3 separate regions of the Mus musculus genome follow, and regions 2 and 3 are each linked to region 1. A link is a contact called in public HiChIP or PLAC-seq data. All regions are on one chromosome and are shown on one strand. The core of a region is the stretch at or near the end of the contact, and the rest is flanking DNA. Distances in the headings are between cores, read along the strand shown.

The links. HiChIP or PLAC-seq counts read pairs in DNA pulled down with a chosen protein or histone mark.
Region 2: an H3K4me3 HiChIP or PLAC-seq map of bone marrow-derived macrophages shows a contact between it and region 1, with 5 times the contacts expected there. The contact joins two enhancer-like sites. A contact is called at or near these places in 3 of 39 promoter capture datasets (the HPC-7 cell line, cranial neural crest and maxillary cranial neural crest), 2 of 15 datasets of contacts at CTCF or cohesin (embryonic stem cells and stem cell-derived epiblast-like cells), 23 of 484 Hi-C or Micro-C datasets (B cells, the Ba/F3 cell line, the G1E-ER4 cell line and 11 more) and 5 of 115 datasets of contacts at active chromatin or transcription factors (astrocytes, bone marrow-derived macrophages, embryonic basal ganglia and 2 more).
Region 3: an H3K4me3 HiChIP or PLAC-seq map of bone marrow-derived macrophages shows a contact between it and region 1, with 6 times the contacts expected there. The contact joins two enhancer-like sites. A contact is called at or near these places in 1 of 39 promoter capture datasets (cranial neural crest), 4 of 484 Hi-C or Micro-C datasets (the G1E-ER4 cell line, cerebellum and embryonic stem cells) and 2 of 115 datasets of contacts at active chromatin or transcription factors (bone marrow-derived macrophages and embryonic stem cells).

Annotation. Positions count from the first base shown.
Region 1 is chr13:40,852,854-40,856,408 of GRCm38.p6, forward strand. No RefSeq gene overlaps it. Among named protein-coding and RNA genes, the nearest start is that of Mir5124a, 11 kb to the right of the region's middle. Within about 2 kb of position 1,923, at least 154 of the 459 cell types and tissues checked have an H3K27ac peak or open chromatin away from gene starts, as enhancers often do. A contact at or near this core is called in the G1E-ER4 cell line and bone marrow-derived macrophages, where this site is marked.
Region 2 is chr13:41,582,229-41,585,783 of GRCm38.p6, forward strand. The region is part of intron 1 of Gm32184 (a long non-coding RNA gene); the gene reads right to left. Among named protein-coding and RNA genes, the nearest start is that of Tmem170b, 22 kb to the right of the region's middle. Within about 2 kb of position 1,708, at least 99 of the 459 cell types and tissues checked have an H3K27ac peak or open chromatin away from gene starts, as enhancers often do. A contact at or near this core is called in the G1E-ER4 cell line and bone marrow-derived macrophages, where this site is marked.
Region 3 is chr13:41,550,628-41,554,182 of GRCm38.p6, forward strand. All of the region lies in intron 2 of Gm32184 (a long non-coding RNA gene), which reads right to left. Among named protein-coding and RNA genes, the nearest start is that of Tmem170b, 53 kb to the right of the region's middle. Within about 2 kb of position 1,549, at least 33 of the 459 cell types and tissues checked have an H3K27ac peak or open chromatin away from gene starts, as enhancers often do. A contact at or near this core is called in bone marrow-derived macrophages, where this site is marked.

The DNA of each region.
Region 1 (3,555 bases), core at 673-3,172:
TTAAAATGCACATCAATCTCTCTCTTCCAGAATATCTCCTGTGAAGCTCGAACTTCACTCAACCAATAACAGGCTAAAATGAAAAATGAACCCTTGAACCAAGGGGCTAGTGATATGGCTGAGTGGGTAAAAGGGCCTGTAGCCAAACCTGAGGACCTGAGTTCAACTCACCAGGACCTGTATGGTGGAAGGAAAAGCAGTTGTTCTCTGACCACCACACACATGCGCACGTGCACACACACACCATGAGAGTGTGCATGCCCACGTACACGTGTGCACACACACACAATTTTTTTTTTAAAGAAAGGAAGCAACCCAGGACCCTGTAGAGTTACAAGTGTGTGAGGACTTTCCTTGTTATTTTAAAGATCAAGTAAGCAAATTAACATGTCCTTCCTTCCTTCCTTCCTTTCTTCCTTTTTTCCTTCCTTTCTTTCTTTCCTTCTTTCTTTCTTTCTTTCTTTCTTTCTTTCTTTCTCTTTTTTTTTCTTTTCATTTACTTCGGAGAAAAACTCTCATTATGTAGCTCATAGCAGCCTCAGACACTTACTTAATCCTCCAGTGTCTGTCTCCCAAGGGCTGAGATGACCCCTGTGCCTTTGTTGAAACTTAGTCGACCCTCTTTCCTCAATTGATAACACCTTAGCCAAACAGAGAACAAAGCACCAACTGGCTCATTGCAGACTGGTCTGTAAGACACAGGGAGACTGGCGTTCCTGGGCTTGGCTACCCTGCAGCAGGATGGACCTTGTTTCTTTGACCTCTAATCTACAGGGAGGTGATACTCCTTGGCACTCTTCTTAATGCAGGCTCAACCTAATATAGAACTCTACCCACAGAAGCTGTGGTTTTTGTTTCCTTAACTTCAAAATCAGATTGTGAAATTGATCAGGAATAGACCCCATACTAATACCAGTGTCTAAGATATACCCAACATGTAAAAATATATCCACCCTTACAAAATACGTGTGATGGCTAGTCTTGGTTCTCAACTTGAAATATCTAGAACAGAGAAACCTCAGTTAAAGAACTGGGTGTCTCAGACTGGCTGGTGGGCATGTCTGGGAGCAGTTTCTTGATTGGTAATGATGTAGGACGATCCAAAATACTGTGGGTAGTACTATTCCTAGGCAAGTGGGCCTGAGCTGTACAGGAAATATTGCTAAACAGGAGCCCAGGAGCAAGGCACTAATGATTATTCCCCCATATTCTGTACGTCATTTCCGGTCTCCAGGTTCCTACTGGAGTTCCTGTCTCTTTTTTACTTCATGATGGACTGTAAACTAAGATGAAATAAACGCTCTCCTCCCCAAGTTGCTTTTTGATCATGACTTTTATAAACAACAACAGAAAACAAACTACAACAGCATCCAACCTAAAACTATAAATACACTCGAACCTGTTGATTTTCTGCAACAAAGCGGGGCTGTCAAAACTCCTGTGGTCTGGGGCTCACCTCCTCGCTAAGCACTTAGCCCACAAAGCCTGCGATGGCCGGACACATCAACACAGAAGGGCTCCGGATCTTTCAGCCCCAGCTCCAACCTTGTTCCACCTCAGTTACCTATCTTGTCTGAACTTGACAAGACCCGCTTCATTTCTCCTTCCCTACTGCCCTGTTTCCCGCCATTTTAAATTAAACCCTAGAACCTGATCATTTTCTACCCATCATTCTTCCCGGTGACTTCTCTTCAAGGTCTAAAATTAGCTTGGACACCACGGAGCAGCCATGAGCAGGGTGTGATAGCTGCCTTGCCGCCAGTCTTCCAGTAGCCCCAGGATCGAAAGGGAAAAAAAATTCCTTAAGACTCATGGGTGACTAGCTACGAAAGGAAACCCACATCCAGAGGCTGTTTAGGGGAGTCCTCACCAGACCGAGATAGAGGGGTTGGGAGGAACCTGTCTTCTCAAATTACACCCCGCGGGAGCTAAGAACAGGAGAACACGTGACTCTTAGAGGCTCCGAGCTTGGGAAGAGCCTCCTCCCTTCACCCAATCCAGGGAACTTTTTAACCAGGCTCCCTGGCTATTTTAAACCCCTGGTGCTTCAGGCTGTTTCCTGTGACTGCAAACATTCGGGAGAGTGAGACAGGGCTCCGAATTCAACAATAGTAAAAAATTAAAACTGTAAGGGTTTTTTTTTTTTTTTGGGGGGGGGGGGGGTTGGTGGTGGTAGGTTTTTTTTTGTTTTTTTTTTTTTTAAGGCAGGGGGATGGAGAGCAGGAAATGAACGCAGGAAGATGCCTGTGAACTTCATATTTAAAAAATGAGTTTGATGCAGGCTTTTACCAGGCATTCCTAGATTCAAAAAGTTCCACCAGCTTATTTGGTTTCTAATTTGGGCCCAGAGGTGATGTCATGATAAAATGAGTTGTGGGAAATCCACATTTCATGGTGGTACAGGTGAGACTGAAGTAGTCCCTTTTCACAGGCACTGGCGTAAATTCAGTCCTCAGGAGCGTTAACTTGATGTAACAGAAACTGGTTAAAGTCCTTCAGGGAGAGTATGCCCTAAGGTAGCAGCGATATGTTCCATTGACCTCTGAAACAAATACATGCTCTGAGAATTATTGAATAACCAGCAGATCTATCCTGGTTCCTGATTTTTTTTTTTTTTTTTAATCTGGTCACCTCCTGGATTTGGAACGCTGGGCATCAACTTTGAGCTAATGGCCAACCTGGGTTGAGCTTTCTCTTTCCCCCTTGGGTCGCTCATCGCCCTCCTATTGGGCAAACATAGAATTCAGGATATAGAATGGTTACCTCTGGGGCAGTGAAGAGGCTCCAGAAAGAAAGAGCCTTCAGAGATGGCAAAGAGCACTTGCTATGCTCACAGAGGACTAGGGTTCAGTTGCTTCCACCCACAGGGTAGTTCACAGCGATTTGTAACTCCAGTTTCAGGGAATCCAACAGCCTCTTGTGACGATCTCCAGCCCCAGGAGTGCTCATGGTACACATACATAAATGCGGGTAAGATACTTCTGCACACTAAGTAGAAATAAATCATATATAATAATGCTCATTTTTTTATTATTTATGGGTGGTGTGTGTATTGTGTGTGTGTGTACACATGTATATTGTATGTACTTCTATGTGTATATGGAGGTCAAAGGACAATCTATGGGTAACTTCTCTCCTTCTCTCATGTGGGTCCCAGGAACGGAACTCAGGTGTTGTTGACACATGCCTTTCCTGTTGAGCCATCTTCTCCCCAGACCCATACTTATTCTTCTTAAAACGACTAGTGTTACCCAAAACAATACTGTAAATAACCACAGGCATTTCTAGAAGGATCCTTGTGGCATTTCAGGTGAGGCACAAGGTTCTACTGATTTTTTTTTTTTTTTTTTTTGGTTTTTCGAGACAGGGTTTCTCTGTGTAGCCCTGGCTGTCCTGGAACTCACTCTGTAGACCAGGCTGGCCTCGAACTCAGAAATCTGCCTGTGTCTGCCTCCCAAGTGCTAGGATTAAAGGCGTGCACCACCATGCCCGGCTCTACTGATGTTTTTGACAAAATATCAATCTTTGGATTTACCAATGAAGCTCGGGAGCCTG
Region 2 (3,555 bases), core at 458-2,957, 730 kb after region 1:
GAATATATTAACTAAAATACAATTCATTAGAGAAAGGGACTCTATCTTTTCAACTTTGAGGTTCCCTTTTGAACCAATATCTAGAACAGTGGTTCTCAAGTTTTCTAATGCTTTGACCATTTAATACAGTTCCTCGTGTTGGGGTGACCCCAACATGAAGTTGTTTTGTTGTTACTTCATAATTTCAATTTTGCTATTATTACAAATCATAATCTAAATATCTGATACACAGAATATCTGATATGTGTTCCCCCCCCCACCCCAAAGTGATTTTGACTCACAGGTTGAGAACCGCTGACCTAGAATGTACTGAAGTATCAGTAAATGTATGTCATAAAAATTCCATCAGAACAAATAGCTTGTAGCTTTTAAATAAGGGAGTGTGTCAGGTTTAAAGATCTGCTCATTACGTCTGCCAACTAAGGGAGTTATGACATGAATTGTCAAGACATGAAAAGAAACAGAAGGCAGAAATTGGAATGCTAATAAATCATTATGTTCCTGTGACTGTTTACAGAGACGTGGGCTTCTTTTATCACTGCGGAACTGGGTGGAGGACAGAGAGAGTTACTAAATCATTTTCACTTTATATATTAAGGCCTTCAGTTCTAAAGCTATTTAAAAGGAAATATAGGCTGCCTGTCCAGATGTTATTAGGCAGAAACGTTTCTGAAGTTCACGGTTGATATCCTGACAGCTGCGATTTACTATTTTCAGTTGTCTAAATGTGCAGGTAGTCAAGCTTGTTGCCAGATCCATTTCTTTGGAGCCATTGACTCTCTTGGAAAAGGGAGGGGCTGCATGTACTGACATTTGATTCTGCAGTCGCTTTGAAGTCATGTCTAGAGCTGTTTGGCTTGTCTTTAAATAAAAACAGTAGCAGCAGAAACCATATATATCCTTGGACCTATAATTCACCAAGTGCGAGCTGGCAATTACTGGTAACATACAGTACATCGTTAGACTCTGAGTCAGAGAAGGCTGAAATTCACCTACTTTTATGCAACCAGTGCTTATGACATGGAATATGCTCAGAAGTGAGTGATTAATAAATAAATTAATAAATATTTTGGGGGTAGAGAAAATTATTTTATGTAGTATAAATACCAGGTGCCTACTACATTTAGTTAGTGAGAAAAATTAATAAAGTACTAACTTCTTGGTAAATAAAATGTTACTTCGAGTTAGTTTCCAGTAATTAAGAAGTCGCTTTTATCAGGTCAGCCCATTGCCAGATGGTGACTATAATCTCAACACAAAATAGAAGTTACAAGAATCTGAAGACACCAACAGGTTTGAAAGAAGCTGGAAATACATTTATACTTGAAAGAAGGAAATGGTGCAGGATGATTCCTTTTTTGACACAAATATTTGTCTGCGGGTGGGCCTTAGTCACAGTGGGTAAAATTCTAAAAGAAATCCAGTCTTACTGACTTGGCTATGGAACAGGATTTGGGAAACCATGGTAACTGGAGAAGGAGAAGAGAAAGTCTGGGCAGGAAGAAGCCCTGGCCACCACATGGGCAGGGTGTCCTGTAGATTAGCCTGGCCCAGACTGGGTTCATTCTGTTACTATCTGTGCATAGAGAGGACGTCGGACAGGCCAGCTAAGTCTGCAAGAACTAAACAGAGTTTCAAGCTGTCCCATTTCAGGAAAAACATAGCCGGTGATCAAATGAAAGTGAAACTAATTGCTTGCCTTACGTCAAAAACAGGGCTGGGGATTTAGCCCAGTTAGTAGAGTGATGGCCTAGTGTGTGTGAAGGCCTGGGTTCATGCCATACCACATAAATGTCGATGGTATACCATACAGGCCTGTAGTCCCAGCAATCAATAGGTAGAGGCAGAAAAACTGGAAGTTCAGGATCCCTCCTTAGCTATATAGTGAGTTTGAGCTCACCTGTGATACACAAAACCCTGCTTCAAAGAGTAAAAACAAAAAATCAACACACACAGATTGACTGAACAGAAACCAGTCCTAAAAATCAGTCACACTATGCGCCAACTGATCCAAATGATAATTCACACTACAGTCCAAAGGACTCCGCATTTCTAGACTTAGAGAGACACAGGAAAATGTCACTAAACACAATTTGTCTTAAAAGGCAAGTGTGATAGGATGAAGACACAGACACAGGAATTAACATTTAAGGATATAAAGTGCTATTATAACCAGTGTGCGGACTCAAAGGAACACTTACAATGAATGAACAAATAGAAACATCTTAACAGTGGAATCAAAACCACAAAAGAAAATTGTCAGCATTTGTGGGGACGTTGTCAGGAAGCCCAGCATCACCCGCAGCAGATCAAGGAGTTACCCTAACATGTTTTGGGACCTCTACTTGTGCTAAACCAAGATTCATCACTTCAATGAAGAAAACAACTTCAGAGGACAGGCCAGTTTATGGTGCTGAGTTGGAATTTAGTAAAGATATCTTAATATACATGTGATATACATTTAAGCACTGATCTTTAGAGAGAGAGAGAGAGAGAGAGAGAGCAGAAGGGTGGTCTGGTGCCACAGGCTTTTAATCCCAGCACTCAGGAGGCAGAGGCAGGCAGATCTCTGAGAGTTTGAGGTACCCTGGTGTGCACAGTGATCCAGCCAAAGCTACCTACAGAACCCCTGTCTCAAACTCCCTTCCCCAAATAAAAAACTGAAAGGACAACATAAACTCCATTTGTTTCCCTTTAAGGACCAGGCCTGAATTTGAAAAGAAGACCATAAGGCGCCAGCTCCAGGAACAGATCATAAGTCCCAGGAACTAGGCCATAAGGGAACAGACCATAAAATCCAGGAACAAGGTCATAAAACCCCCTCCCAAGGAAGAGCTTGCTGCTAACCACACGAATGGGAGAATATCTTATCTCAGAATCTGTGCTGGGCAGCCCTATCTCACCCCATGGTTAAATATTCACGACATAGGAATGCAGACCACTGACTATCTGTGACCCCCTAGCACCCACTAATGAAAGTTTAGATTACCTAATCCTTCTAGAAAATTTCCCTAATTCCCTTTAAGAAGGCCTGCTTGCCTTTGTCTGGGCTCGCCATTTCCAAGAACAGTTGACCCCTGCATGCTGGTTTCTGCAGAATAAATGTTCTCTGTTTTTGCATACTATCTGAGTCTGGGGACTTCCTTCAGCGACTTTCAGACCCTTCCAAAAGAAGAAACAGAGAGGCACTCAGAAAGAAAGACAAGACACCCCTGAGCACATGGGCCTGTGATTCTCTGAGACAAAGCTGATGCTTGTTGCTTTTGCTTTATGATAGTCAAAGTATTTGGGTGGGATGGGAAGCTACCATCTCCAAAAGTTTGCTAAGAAGCCTGAATGGGCACAGAGAGGCCTGAACTGATGAGGTAAAAGATGCTTGCCTTACTCACCAGAGAGAGACAGAGAGAGAGAGAGAGAGAGAGAGAGAGAGAGAGAGAGAGAGAGAGAGAGAGAGAGATTGATTCAGGCCTTAAACCTGGGCTCTTGGTACTTCAACACAAGGCATTTGTGTTGTCTCCATGATGGCAGCCTTTACAACAAATGGTAATTGTGCTG
Region 3 (3,555 bases), core at 299-2,798, 700 kb after region 1:
TATAACACACTCACTTGGGTTAGGCTCTCTCAACTTCCTCATGTCCCTGCCTCCACTGTCTTGTCAATTTCCAGCTTTGGGGTGTGGCCTCAGACCGACAGCTCTCCGGGCTTCCAGGATTTTTGCTTTGGTTTGAGCTGAGCTTGCATCTTTGCTCCTCTTGCTTGGGTTTCCAGCTTCTTGAAATGAGTGAGTACTTAATTCCCCTGGCTCTTCAGCCTGTCGACATGGGCTATAAGAATACTCAGCTCTGATCATATAAGTCAGTCTAATAATTTCTCTCACACTCATGAAATCCTCTCTCTCTCTCTCTCTCTCTCTCTCTCTCTCTCTCTCTCTCTCTGTCCCTCTCTCTCTCATGCATACATACACACTCCTACAGTCACACACACACAGCAATTGCCATGTGATTTCACTGAAGTACAGGTCTGCCTTCCCAGTCAGGATATGAAACGACAGCAGCAAATATTTCTGATGCGTTTCATTCCTCTTCTCACATCACTGCTGTACCTGGCTCTGTGACTCCATTCACTCCCGTTCACTATCGAATGAAAGCTATGGGGTGGAGTGAGACTAGAACTCACTGAAGAGTGGCAGAGATGGTCTAGAAGACGGCAGAGCCGAAAACTCAGGCTTGGGTAAAGAGTGTAGGAGAAAGATCGACAACCCAGCTCCGGGTAGACTATAGTAAAGGGGTGTGAGAGACTGGAGACCCCTCCACAGCACACAGAGTGCAGAGAGAGTCAGAGAGCTAACGCAGAGTCACAGAAAGTCAGTCAGGTCCCTAGAGCACTTCCAAAGGGGTAGTCAGCCAATGGGCCCAAATCAGCCAGTCACTTCTTCACTAAATTGCTTTCCATCTGGTTATTTTATTTTCACTACAGAAAAATAGCAAGTATAACAGGCATGCACCACCACCATCCCTGGCTTAGAACAAAAACAAAGACCAAAGACACCCATAAACAATAACTTTTTAAATGTGGTTATCTCCATCCAGTATAAACAGTAAGTGTGATGTTTAAGAGTCACATAAATAACAACCTCACTCCAACGTCCTGACTCTTAAATGGGTGGCAGGATCCTGGACACTTATTAAATCATTAAAGTTCAGTTAAGAGGCTAGGTTAGTTCAGCGGTTGGAATGTTTGCCGCTCCCACAGAGGACCTGAGTTTGGTCAACATCCACAGGCTCCTAACTGTGTTTGCAGCTCCAGGGGGTCTGACTCCCTCTCCTAACTTCTGAGGGAATCCTCACACACATGTGTGCGCGTGCTCAGAGAAGCTGGGCAGCCTTCAGGAATTGCATGTGGTCATCTCTGTGGGTGTGCGGGGATGGTGTCAGAGAGAAATGCGGTGGGAAAAATAGACGCAGGGCCAATTACAAATCGCCAAATGGTATGTAAGAAATGAGGATTTCGGTGCAGTCAGTGGAAAATTGTGAACAGTTTTTAAACAAGGAAGTGATGTTTTAAACAATAGAGATTATGAAACAGCATGAGAGGGGGGAGCATCATAAAAAGAAACTGGAAGACAGTCGGCTCATCAGCAAGCTGTGTAAGGGCCCGACAGGCAAGGTAGCTCCGAGAGCTGTACACGTAATCTCAGCACGGGGAGGCCAAGGAAAGATTGTGAGATGGGGCCAGCCTAAGCTACACAGGTAGACCCTTTCTCTAAAAATGAAGAGAAGAAAGGGAGTGGGAGAGAGACAGAGACAGACAGTGACAGAGAGCAAGAGAGAGCGAGAGAGACAGAGACAGAGAAGTGGAGGTCTCGTTGTATAACATGGTGGTGAAAATGATTGGAGGACTCAGAGGTAATTTTGCAGGAAGTAACTGCACTGTAGAGGAAGAAAATGACGGCCTGCTTCTTTTTCTTCCAGCGTGATCAAAGCTAAGGTATTGAGTTAGAGAAGTGCAGGGGATAAGAGGAGACTGGGGTATAGGCAAGAAGTCTGGGGTAAAATAAAGGCCCCTGATGTTTCCAGTAAGTGGGGAGAACTCAAGAGCAGACAGAAAAGGAGAAACCCCTTTAAGAAGGTGGTCGATGCAGGGATGGGGGAAGTCAGGAAACACAGGCTGGACGGTCACAGGAGAATCCCTAAGACTGTGGAACCAATGGCTTATGGAGTGACATGGTGGCTTCTTCCTCTTCCTCTTTCCTCCTCCTCCTCCTCCTCCTCCTCTACTTCCTTCTCCCCCCTTCTCCTCTCCCCTTTCTCCTCTTCCTCTTCAGAATTCACGTGGTAGAACAGAGCCTAAGGGTGGCAAAGGCAGTCAAGACGGAACTGGAACGAGCTGGTTCCCAAAGGAAGGCGAAGGATGGACACAGAGCTGAGTGATCAAGGAAGGGTACAACTCTCAAAAAAACAAAACAAAACAAAAACTAAGAAAAGAAAAAAATACTAAAATATACAAAAGTGAATCCAATTGGGACTCTTAAGAAACCTGCTAGAGTTTCTTCCTCAAATTAGCCATTGTTTTGTTGTTTTGTTTGTGTGTGTGTTTGTTGGTTTAATTCTTTCATCTCACATTCAACCTTGGAAAAAGAGTTTCATTTTTAGGAGGTATATGGCTCCTCGGGAGTCCTCGTGCTGTGCTCGCGAGTAAGACAGGGAGCCTTTTCTGAGATAGAATGAAAGCTGTTGTGACTATGTAGACACAGCTGGGTGTGTTCCAGAGTACTGGATCAGGCACTCAATCCAGAGGATCGCATGTTCCAACTAAACTAGGCTACTTAGTAGACATGGTAAAAGCACTGTTTCTAGGTGTTCATCAGAGTAGATGATTTCCACAGTCATGGGGAGGGAACTTAGGAAACTCATCCTCAGAGACTCTGAAAAACCAAGCTAACCGTATGGGTCACCTTGCTTGCCTGTCACTTCTAAAACAAGATGTTTGAATGTTCTTCGTGGTCCAGAGCTTTTCTGGATCTCCTAAGTGGAAACGATGGCGCCTCCTGGCTTTTCCCTGCCCACATCTCCACTGAATTTACCTGTAAACCTTGCTCTGCCTGCATCCTGGATCTGTTTCCTCCCATCCCTCCCTGACACAAAAGCAATTTGGGAAAGAGAGGCTGTGCCCCCCCCCCCCCTCACAGTTTGAAAATAAAGCCTATCACAGTGGCAGGAGGCATGGCAGCAGGCCTGTGAGGTAGCTGTTCGCATTGTATCCACATTCTGGAAGCAGAGAAAGATGAATGCTGAACTCTCTGCTCAATTTCTTTTAGTGTCAGGTAGGGCGTCAGCCTCTGGGACAGTGCTCCACAAGTTCAGGCTGGGGCTTCTCTTGTCAGTTACATCTCTCTGGCAACGTTCTCAGAGACAGGCCTGAGTAATCCAAACCCAGCCAAACTGACAATAAGGATGCTCCTTCACTAAGTCATCCAGGGTAGAGTTGATGTCTTTTTAATCTGTACATTTCAAGATTTAGCACCATAGGAGCATCAGTAAACTCCTAATAAGAAACATCAAAAGATGAAGGAACCAGATTGTCTTCTGAGAGCGTGAGGGAGAAGAAGTTTTGAAATGGGGAAGGGAACAGCCAGCTGCCTCAGAAC